Linked DNA regions of Pan troglodytes: region 1 is linked to region 2. A link is a contact called in public HiChIP or PLAC-seq data. All regions are on one chromosome and are shown on one strand. Each heading gives the region's core, a stretch centred on a gene start, on an enhancer-like site or on the middle of the called end of the contact. The rest is flanking DNA. Distances are from core to core; before and after follow the strand shown.

Region 1 (5,565 bases), core at 647-3,146, 200 kb before region 2:
CAGAATAAGGCAGACTGTGTTAAAGGGCTAAATAGAGGTGTCTGAATGTGAGTGTATGCATGCTGCGTGTGTCTGTGTTTATGTTTGTTTGTTTGTTTGGGGCAAGAAAGATTCTAGGACAAGAGCTCGGCATGTACTTCTGACCAGGTGGGTAAGAAACTCTAAGTCTGTATTTGTATTGGTCATTCTCAGTGGAAATCCCTTAGGCCCTCTAGTGGTTTTCCCCTACCTGCATATTGGTTTTCATGTTTTATATTCACTGTTACTATCTTCTGTGTTTAATTAAAATTGTTTTCTATCAACTTCAACCTTGGTTTTTTTATTTGAGAAATGGCCTGCCCTGAATTTTTAAAAAATAAAATAGGAGGCCAGCCACAGTAGGCCATGCCTGTAATCCCAGCACTTTAGGAGGCCAAGGTGGGCGGATCATGAGGTCAAGAGGTCGAGACTATCCTGGCCAACATGGTGAAACCCAGTCTCTACTAAAAATACAAAAATTAACTGGGAGTGGTGGCACGCACCTGTAGTCCCAGCTGCTTGGGAGGCTGAGGCAGGAGAATCGCTTGAACCTGGGAGGCGGAGGTTGCAGTGAGCCGAGATGGCACCACTGCACTCCAGCCTGGCGACAGAGCAAGACTCCAACTCAAAAAAATAAAATAAGACATAGAAAAGGGAAGAGACCTAAGGTTGCACAGACATCAAGGCTTGATTTTAAAAGAGAATTCTTTACCTCCGAAATCTTTCCAAGAAGGAACAGGGTAACCACAGGAAACTCTAAAAGTTGCATCACTTCAAGCTCTGGGATTTTTCACCCACCACAGATTCAATGAAATGGCAGTGCAGAGTACTAAACTCAGACAATTCATAACTGAGAATGATATTAATGTGTCAGAGCACCTAATCAATGGGGAGAAATTGGGGCAGAAGAGAAGAAAAGCGGAACCAGTGTAGATAATGCAACAAATGAATGGAAACTACATACTGTTTTTTGCAGCACTTACAGTCTAGTGGGGGAATGGAAAGAGGAGAGCTGTTTATAGAGTGCTTGCCGTGTGCCAAGCCCCGTGCTGATTACCCCTCCAGTGTCACTTCATTTAGCCTTCTACTCAAGAAAGAATTATGATCCCATTTTAGAGATGACGAAACAGAGATAAGAGGGGTTAATCACACCAAGTCAGTAAATGGCACAGATAGAAATTGAATCTTGCGTCTTTCTAATCCCAAAGTTGCAGTTGTTGACATGAGGCCGAACTCGAAACTGAAATCACTTAAAGCTCACTTACCACTATGAACAAGAGACACGGCGTATAAAAGCATGATTAAAGAGGTCTTGATCATCAAAGGCGGCTAGACTGGGGAGTTTTGGCGATCCATAAGGGCTGTGATTCGATCATTTTGTAGTATACGTCTGGCCATAATAGATGCACCCACAAGTGTTTGTTAGAATAAATGATAAGCTGCCATGCTTCATTCTTTGGGATGCTCCTTTCTGACCAAAAAAGTTATTTGGTGTATATCCAGATTCATTCTGAAACATAAATGTTCAGCTATGGTATTTACTCAAACAGGTTTTTCTTTCTCAGCTGCTGGCGTATCTTTTTCCCCTCCCAGCTGAGGGTGTAAACTCCAAGCCAATGCACCGAACCTGACCCAGACTCAAGGTGTTTTCATAAGCTGCTGAAAAGCATTTCCAAAACAAAAGATAACTAGATTATACTTTAAACTTCTGGATTTCGCTTACCTGTAGCTTAGAGGAAATCGACTAATAAAGATCCCAAAGTTATACACTACAGGACAGTACAACTTAACCAGAGGAAAGACATTGGCCTGAAGAATTTCGAGCCTCGGCGCTTGCCGTTGCTCATCCTGCTGCGGCGCTGGTCGCGCCTGCGCTTTGGTTCTTGGAAGGCGGTGCTCTGAGAAGCCGGACAACGCGGCAGCCGCTCTTCAAAGCGGAGCCGGGAGTTTTTGCTACAGTTGTCGCCACCATGAGTCGCAGCTATAATGATGAGCTGCAGTTCTTGGAGAAGATCAATAAAAACTGCTGGAGGATCAAGAAGGGCTTCGTGCCCAACATGCAGGTAAGGCAGGAGAGCAAATGGCGGGGCCTTCCGTGCTCCGTCCCCGGCCCGGCCGGCGTCCACTGCGCCCTCTGGACCTCCCCTGACCACTGGGTCCGCCCCGGCCCCTTGCAGAGTTTCCCTCATCCCGTCCTTCTCCCCTCACGGTTCTGGGGCTGCCCAACCTGTTCCGGCACCACCTCCCGCCAGGAGAGGTCCCCGAACCACGAGGACAAGCTAAGTGCGGTGGATATGGGAATCTAAATAAATACGAAATTGGGGTTTCCAAAGCGTTTTCACAGATCAGTCTCATAAACGTATCGTGAGCTGTTTTACGTTCGCAGAAACTTCAGTGATCTTTTCCAGGGTGGAACAGCCAGCCCCAGGTTCATTTGCTGGGACTGGAATTCACCTCCTCTGAGTCATGCTGGTTATTTAAATAACGTTTACAAACCTTTGTTCACTAAACCAGGTTTTCAGCATTCAGTATCCCATGTTGGTTTTTAATAAAGCGATGTCATTTCTTGCAGTAGCGCAGGGCAGGGCCTGTTTGATTTTAATATTCACTTCACAGAAGGACCTCGAGGATCTGTCGGTGACATAGCTTCCTCTACCCACCTAGGAAGAAGCTCAGCCAGGACTTGATGTCCGGTTTACTGCTTTGACGTCCCAGATGGAGACTTGAGGGCTCAGGATCATCAGATAGTTTGAAAGCCTGGGCTCTGTATCTCTCGGCCTTCATCACCATCTGTGCTCATATTTTTATTAATGTGAAAAAAGAAAACGTTTGTGAAGTTTTGCAACGTATTTTTAAATAGTTTTTGAAATCCCTGAAGGTGCCAAGTAAATGCTTCAAAGGTTTACCATCTCGTCTCACGTCTTGGTAAACAGCTCCCAATAGTCACTCCATTCTTTTATTCAGAATCAAAGCTTATTGAGTTTCCTTTGTTGGCAAGTCACTTACACTGAGGGAAGAAAAAGCGCACGGGGATAAATCTGTGTTCTGTTTGCTGTTTGGCCACTTTCTTTGTGTGGAAACCGTTACCCTGAAGGAAGGAATAGAAAATCTAACATAGGGGGAGCGCAGTGGTTCATGGCCTGTAATCCCAACGCTTTGGGAGGCCAAGGCGGGAAGATCCTTTGTGCCTAGGACTTTGGAGACCTGCCTGGGCAATATAGTGGGACCCTGTCTCTACAAAAAAAATTTAATTAGCCAGGCGGGGTGGTGTGCACCACAGCTACTCAGGAGGCTGAGGCAGGGGGATCGCTTGAGCCTGGGAGATCTTGGCTGCAGTGACCCGTGATCATTCTAAACTGCACTCCAGCCTGGGTGACAGAGTGAGTCTCAAAAAAAAAAAAAAGAAAAAGAAAACACCATGACATGATTATCTGTAGGATCTAATAACACAGACTGTCATTGTCTGGCAGGTGTTCTGACTCAGCCTTTGATGCACACACTGCTGCTCATTCTATCTAGGGGCAAGTCTAATTTTGCTAGGCAGTTCTGGTTTAAGTTTGTATACAGCACTTTACTACCACCTTTCCTTTGGGAATAGAGACTTGGAATGTTAATGCATTGCTCTTAAAACGCTATTGACTTCTAAGCATGAATTGTGCTTCCATCCTTATGAGATCAGTGAATTTCACACAGATAATCATCTGTTACTAAATCTCCATTTCTCCCCCAAGACCCACATGTTGGACTAAAAATTTCTCTTTATTCCCTTAAAACACTCCCCTCCCATCTTTACGTCATTTTTGCGTTTAGTTCCTAGATGTTCTGCTGCGCCAGTGATGTCTCTTGTCTTCAAAGAACCAGCTCTACAGGATCTCTGTGAAACCTCTCCCAGCTCCCTAGACTGTTGAGGCACTTCCTCATCAGATTCTTCCATAGCACTGTGTACTTAATGTTATGGCACTTGCTTCATTGCACTCTGATATTCTTATCAGAATATAAGGGCTGTATTGGCTGGGTGCGGTGGCTCACGCCTGCAATCCCAGCACTTTGGGAGGCTGAGATGGGCCGATCATGAGGTCAGGAGATCGAGACCATCCTGGCTAACACGTGAAACTTCGTCTCTACTAAAAATACAAAAAATTAGCTGGGCGTGGTGGCGGGCGCCTGTAGTCCCAGCTACTCGGGAGGCTGAGGCAGGAGAATGGCGTGAACCCAGGAGGCAGAGCTTGCAGTGAGCCGAGATCATGCCACTGCACTCCAGCCTGGGTGACAGAGCAAGACTCAGTCTCAAAAAAAAAAAAAAAAAAAAGAATGTAAGAGCTGTATTGTGTACTGGGAGCTCCTTGAAAGGAAGATCTTATATTCTTTCTATCTCCCCTAGTGCCCAGGACAGTGCTTCATGCATAGTAAATCCTCAGTTAATGTTTGATGAATTAATAAATGTGACCCTTAAGAAATTATACTGGAAATATTTTCCATCAATGGGTATTAAATTGTTATTTATGCAGTGGTGATGAAGTCATCTTTCTGATAAAAACTACATTCAGTTGATTAAGTGTTAAATATTTGGTTCTCCATTACTGGACAGCTCTTTCACAATATTTGACCTGTGATAAAAATGTTCTGCTCTTTAGTGTTACATAAGTATGTCGTCCATTGCCTTCTGTGTGCCGCCTCTATTGTCAAGCTTTAAAATTACAGATTTTTAAAAAAATTATATAGCTTTCAGAACTGAGCACACAACTACGTAGCTGCATGTTAAATTTTTCTTCTCACTATTTACCTAACTAGAGATTTGTAAGTCACCACTAGAGCACAATAAAATGTAATTTGCTATTGGCTTAAACACAGAATAAACATACTAGGTTAGATGACTACGTTTTATGTTTAGAATTGGAGTTTTTGATTCATCTGGTTTTTTTTTTTTTTAATTTTCAAAAAACCATTGATATTTTTGAAGCTTGAGGATTAAGACCTTTGGGCTTTGTGAGAGTATAGTTGGAAGATTTTCTTTATCACAAAAAGATGCTGAATCTGTTGAATTCTTAAATGTGGTTTTGAGGGTATGAGAATATACAAAACAATTTGTGAACATTGCAAAATTTTTCTTAAGGTATATTTTCCGATGGGAGCAGCTCGTAGTCTTTGATAGGAAGTTTTCTGTGTGCTTAAGGTAACGTGAAAGTGTTTGGTAAAGAGTAAAGCACAGTAAATATTGCATACAGTGCATTCTGTCCAGTGCCTACACTTGCCGCGCATGTACTCAGACATTGCTTTTCACTTTCCTTGGTACTAGGTTGAAGGTGTTTTCTATGTGAATGATGCTCTGGAGAAATTGATGTTTGAGGAATTAAGGAATGCCTGTCGAGGTGGTGGTAAGTACATTAGAGTTTCACTTGTGTTAGTACGGTAGTGCCTTCCCTGTGGCCTGAAAAAGTGGCAACTCAAATAATTATAATTTTGAAATATTGTCAAGGAGTGATTACAACTTAAAAGTAAGACCAAAAGCACTTACTTATTTGTGATCACATTGTCAGCCAGTTGGCG
Region 2 (5,955 bases), core at 2,890-5,389:
CTTGCTTTGGCTGTGACCTGCATCTCTGGTCTGCTCTCTGTGCATCTTGGCTAAAAGACAGCTGGGAAAGAGGCCACACTCTCCTCCAGGAAGAGGGGCCCAGCAGAAACTGCATTAGCCAGGCACGCACCAGCTGCCCGACCTGCTCAGGAATAGCATGCGCCACATGCCTGACCAAAGGCCTCTCCCCAAACCCTCTTCTCCCTTGGAGACCAGGACCCTGGAGTCACTCTCTGGAGATCTGGCCAATAACCCCCTGGACCCCAGGGCTGTTTGTGGTTCCCTTGGAAGAAGTAGTAAAGGGCCCGAATGCCTGCAGCACATGCCTGGGGGCTAGACAAGGACACTGACCTGGAAAGGCCTTCCTTCACACCCTGCTGTGGGGCTTGTCGCTCTCCATGCCTTCTCTGCTGCTTCCCTGCTTGACTTCAGCCTCACAGCATGTGGGGTATAACTGGCATGAGGGGCAGGAAGGTGAGGAGGAGGTCCCTAGGCAGGTGCGTGGCTGCAGCACAGAGAGACCAGTGCTCACCGGGCCTGGTGCTTGGCATACTCAGGGGCCTGGAGGATGGGTGCATGGAGTTGGTTTGTGGGAAAAATGAGGCCTTGTTGTGGCAGGGGATGGGGAGCTGCCTGGGCCTGGCCTTCGGTCTGGCAGGGATGAACACCTCAGGATGTGCAGTACCTGGCCCTCAGTCTGCCAGAGATGAATACCCCAGGCTGTGCAGCAGCTTCGGTGTCATCCAACACCACACTGCCTAGGCAACACCTGCCCACAGTGGCTTGGACAAGATGCCCCTGTCAGCCCCTGGGCTGTAAGTCAGTGGGCCAGCATCTGCCCAAGGCAGGAATCCTGGGAGGGGCTGGCCATTGTCCCTCCTGACTCAGTTGCTCTCAGCTCCCTACTGTGCCATCAGGTGCTCTCAGGACAGATGCTTCCAGGACAGGCTCTTCTACAAAAACGGGGTTGCCTCCTGGGCCTGGAGTCACACCATAGACAAGGAGGCTTTTGGGCACCTAGGCAGGGTCACTCTGCACACATCTCATGAATGAAAATCCTCATCAGAAAATACATCACCGTTCCTCCAGGATGTGACTGTTTCTAGAGAGGGCCCGGTCTCTATCTCCCACTCCCTCCTCCACATGCTACAAGAAATAGAAGCAGCCGCATAAGAAAATGAAGAGGAAGAAGAAAATGATGATAAGGAGAAGAAAAGAAAAAGAAGAGGCAAGGGAATCAGGAGGCCTATTACAGCTTTTCTCCCCTCCCTGATTCATGAAATTTAAAAAAGCCCAAGACTATCCCAACAAAAAACAAGCAAAAAGATACACAAATAGTCGCTACCCAAACTTTGTTAATAATGACACAATGCTGCCACTCACGCCTGGCTCAGGACCTACCAGGAGGAGGGCGCCCTCCAGATTCTGCAGGGGAAGCGGAGGAGACTCCTCCTTCCCCAGGCTGCACCTCCACCGCTGCCCCAGAGGCCCACAGCTTCCAACCCACCCCAGGCCAGGCCCAGCCAGGCGGGTCAGCCCTGCAGCGCTCCTACCCGCCTTCCCAACCTCCAGACTTGCTGCTGCTGCCACCACTAGCGCTGATGCCAATACAACCACTGTTCCTGTTGCCCTCGGTCCACTGCTCCACCCTACAAGGCTCCTACCACCTGGATACCGCAGCAGCCCTGCCCTTGCCCAGGCAGCAGCCAGCCGCCCTCCTACTGCTCTGGCACTCTGCAGTCTCCATTGCTGCTCTCCTACCGCTCTGGTGCTCTGTAGTCTCCATCGCCATCACCAACCACAGCAAGATGAGCTGTGGTGCCCCCAGCTCCAGCCTCCAGCATGGAATAAGTGGCTCCTCCTCCTGGCACGGAGCAACTGGGCAGGCAAAGTCAGATAAGCCTAGAACAGGATGCAGAGAGTGGTAGCATTAGAGTCTCACCTTGTCATGCTGGCCACTAGGTGGCAGGGGCCAGTTTTAGCAAAGGCACTCACACCTACCCTCCAAAGTCCAGCCTCCCTTTTTGGCCCAAGTTCACCAGGAACTGGGGCCTGGGGTGGGGACTGGAGACACCACAGTACAGCGTCCGGGCTTCCCACTCAGCACGAACCGCTGGGCCCACCCCTGGCTGCGCTCCTCAGGAAGCAGAAGCAGCAGAAACTCAACCCCAGCCAGCCCTCCCCACCCAAGTGCCGGTACCTCTTCCTGACACCTCCACCCACAGGGCCCTGTCACTCTGTGATGTCCGCTACTGTGTGCCCAGGGGTCCCAGACGGTCTCAGCAACACATGGTGAGAGGGCGCGCGCCTGGGAACCACAGCGGGTCTAGGGGCCGGGCCGTGCTCAGGATCCCCGCAGAAATGCTGTGTGCTGGCCAGGAGCAGAAGGAGATGGCCCTCTAGAGACTGGAGTCCCTCTTACCTCCTCTGACCACCGCTGTCACTGACACCTCCGCTGCCCACTACCAGGGGGACGGTGCAGCCCCCGATAGCGCCCCCGACCCTCCCCCACAGCTGGCAGTGTAGCACCGGATGGCAACCCCAACCCGCCCCTGCCTCGGACACTGCAGCACCAATGGCACCCGCAACCCACCCCCTGCCTTGGGCAGCGCAGCCCGGGATAGCGCCCCCAACCCGCTCCCTGCCATAGGCAGTGGCTGTAGACAGTGTAGCCATGGGTGGCGACCCCAACCAGACCCCTGCTGTGGGCAGTGATGCCCCAATATGGCACCCAAATCGCCCCCTACCCCGGGCAGTGCAACCCTGGATAGTGCCCCTACCTGCTCCCCACCAGGAGAAGCAGCCCAGGATAGCACCCTCAACCCACTTCCTGCCTCCAGGCAGTGCAGCCACAGACAGCACCCAAACTTCCTCCCCACCTCGGGCAGTGCAGCCACAGACAGCACCCAAACTTCCTCCCCACCTCGGGCAGTGCAGCCACAGACAGCACCCAAACTTCCTCCCCACCTCGGGCAGTGCAGCCACAGACAGCACCCAAACTTCCTCCCCACCTCGGGCAGTGCAGCCACAGACAGCACCCAAACTTCCTCCCCACCTCGGGCAGTGCAGCCACAGACAGCTCACCTAAACCACCCCCTGCCAAGGGCAGTGTAGCCCCCTATAGCGCACCCAACCTGCCCCTGCTGCAGCCAGTGCAGCCCCAGATAGCACACCCACCCGCTCCCTGCTAGGCAGTACAGACCCCCGATAGCACCCAACCCACCCCTCCACCACAGGCAGTGTACCCGGCCCTCAGTAGCGCCCCCAACCACCCCCCCACCCCCTCTCCATGGGCAGTCCAGCCCCGGTACCAATCCCAACAACCCCCCACTACCTGTCTCAGTGTAGCCCCCAGAGAGCGCCCTCAACACCCCCCTCCCCACTGCCAGCAGTGTAGCACCCTATAGTGACCCTAACCCGTCCCCCACCACCAGCATTGCAGCCCCAAATAGTGCCCCCAACCCGCTCCCCACTGTGGGCAGTGCAGCCATGGATAGTGTCCCCAACCAGCTCCCAGATGCAGGCAATGATGCCCTGGATATCACACCCGCCCCCGTCCACCACAGGCAGAGTAGCACCGGATAGCAGCACCCACCCTCGCCACCAGCAGTGTTGCACCCACTAGCCCCCCACAACCTGTCCCCAACAAGGGCATTAGGGCATTGCAGCACCTGATAGTTCTACTAACTCACCCCCGCCCCCCGGCCGCGGGCAGTGCATCCCCAGATAGTGCCCCCAAAACTCCCCACTGCCTCAGGAATTACAGCTTGGGATAGCGCCCCAACCCATCTCCAGCCATAGGCTGGATAGCGCCCCCGGATAGCGCCCCCACCCCACTCCCCTCAGCGGGCAGCGACGCCCGAGGTACCACAATCAACCAGTCCCCCAACACGGGCAGTGACGCCCTGGATAGGGCCCCCAACCCGCCCCCCACGCCACAGGCAGTACGGCCTGGGATAACGAACCTATTCTGCCACCTTTTCACCATTCTGACTGCGCTGTAGTCACTCTCGCGGCCACCAACCGCAGCAGCGAGGTGAGCCACTGTAGGCTCCAGCCTCCAGCATGCGCGGTAGATGACTCTAGCCTCTGGCATGCGCGGCAAGTGGCTCCTCCTCCTTCTCCTCTAAGCCCGGCACAGAGCAGCTACGCAGGCCGACGCAGATGAGCCTGGAAGGGCGAGCCACCCCTCTTGGCATCCTTTATATACTGAGTTTAATGCAAATGAAGTTTCTCGACTACATAGTCTGATCGGATGAGAGAAACCTCTAGGCCTACTCTGATTGGGCTTTGTTATCTTGTTCTGATTGGTTATCCTAAGACTTGCTCTCATCCAGTCAGAACATGAAAATAAAGCACAATCAGAGTAGACCTAGAGGTTTTTCTCTCATCCAATCTGAACATGTAGTCCAGAAACCTTACTTGCATAACCTCGGTCTGTGGGGGGAGGGGTTCTTGCCATTCCAGGCACTTCTGCGTCTGCCAGCCCATCTGCTCCATGCCTAGGTTAGAGGAGGAGTCACCTGTCCCACGCTGGAGGCTTGAAAGCCTGCAGCAGCATGGCTCGGCTCGCTGCCGTTGGTGGCGGCGAGGGAGACTAGACCGCAGCCAGAGTGTAGAAAGGTGGCGGGGTGGATGAGCTATCCAGGGCTCACTGCCTGCGGCAGGGGGCGGGGAGGGGGACAGGTTGAATGCACGATCGGGAGCTGCACTGCCCGAGGTGGGAGGGGGGGCGGATTGAGGGCGCCATCGTGGGCTACCACCCGGTGGTGGGAGGCGTATTAGGGGCAGTATTGGGTGTTGCACTGCCCACAGCACGGGAAGGTTGGGTGCTTTACCGGGCGTCATTTCCCGCAGCCGCGGGGTGGCTTGCTGGGGGCGCTATCCGTGGCTGCACTGGTCGCGCTGGGGTACGGGTTGGGGGCGCTATCTGGGACATCAGTGCGCATGGCAGGGAACTTGTTGGCTGTGATATCCGAGGCGTCACTGCCCTTGGCTGGGGGCTGGTTGGGGGCTCTATCTATGGGCTACACTGCCCACAGCCAGGAGCGTGTTGGGGCGTTATCGGGGCGGACTGCCAGTGGCGGGGGTGGAGGTGCGGGTTGGGTGCTATCGGGGGGCTTCACTGCCTGGCAGGGAGTGGGTTGGGTGCGCTATTTGGGGTTAGACTGCCGGCGGTGGTTGACTCGGTGGGAGGTGAGGGGCAGAGGGAATGGGTTGGATGCACTATCGGGAGCTACACTGCCCGAGGCGAGGGGGAGATGGGGGCGCCATCGTTGGCTACACCGCCTGTAGTGGGGGGCGTGTAAGGAGCAGTAGTGGGTGTTGCATTGCTCATGGCGGGGGAGGGTTGGGTGCGTTATCCCGGGCGTCATTTCCCGCAGCGGCGGGGGCAGTGGAGGGGCTTGTTGAGGGCGCTATCCATGGCTGCACTGGTCGCTGAGGGGCAAGGGTTGGGGGCGCTACCTGGGACATCAGTGCCCATGGTGGGGAACTTGTTGGGTGTGTTATCCGAGGCATCACTCCCCATGGCTGGGGGCTGGTTGGGGGCGCTACCCATGGGCTGCACTGCCCACAGCCAGGAGCGTGTATGGGGCATTATCGGGGGCGGACTGCCAGTGGCTGGGTGGGGAGGCGGGTTGGATGCTATGTGGGGTTGCACTGCCCGGCAGGGAGTGAGTTCGGTGCGCTATCTGGGGTTGCACTGCCGGCGGTGGGTGGCAGATTGGGTGCCCTATCGCTACACTGCCGCGGCGAGTACCGGGTTGGCGGCGCTATCCTGGGCTACACCGCCGGTGGCGGGAGGCGTTTTAGGGGCGCTATCTGGTGCTGCACTGCCCGCGCAGGAGTTGGGTTGGGTGACCTACTCCAGGCGTCACTGCCCGAGGCTGGGGGCTGATTTGGGGCGCTATCCCGGGAGTCATTTCCTGTGGCGAGGGGCTGGTTGAGGGTGGT

What was found. HiChIP or PLAC-seq counts read pairs in DNA pulled down with a chosen protein or histone mark.
Region 1: a contact with region 2 is called in an H3K4me3 HiChIP or PLAC-seq map of stem cell-derived excitatory neurons, with 2.6 times the contacts expected there. The contact joins the promoter of RTCB here to the promoter of RFPL2 in region 2. A contact is called at or near these places in 1 of 1 datasets of contacts at active chromatin or transcription factors (stem cell-derived excitatory neurons) and 1 of 1 other capture datasets (stem cell-derived neural stem cells).

Annotation. Positions count from the first base shown.
Region 1 is chr23:34,506,626-34,512,190 of NHGRI_mPanTro3-v2.0_pri, reverse strand. It overlaps RTCB (RNA 2',3'-cyclic phosphate and 5'-OH ligase), which reads left to right and starts at 1,896. Exons shown (of 12, transcript XM_001152688.5): 1 at 1,896-2,081; 2 at 5,315-5,393. The coding sequence starts at 1,989. LOC107970231 (a long non-coding RNA gene) reads right to left here and starts at 1,863. Exons shown (of 3, transcript XR_008541675.2): 1 at 1,742-1,863. It overlaps BPIFC (BPI fold containing family C), which reads left to right. Exons shown (of 18, transcript XM_009438245.4): 18 at 1-308.
Region 2 is chr23:34,307,351-34,313,305 of NHGRI_mPanTro3-v2.0_pri, reverse strand. It overlaps RFPL2 (ret finger protein like 2), which reads left to right and starts at 4,139. Exons shown (of 5, transcript XM_063808233.1): 1 at 4,139-4,720.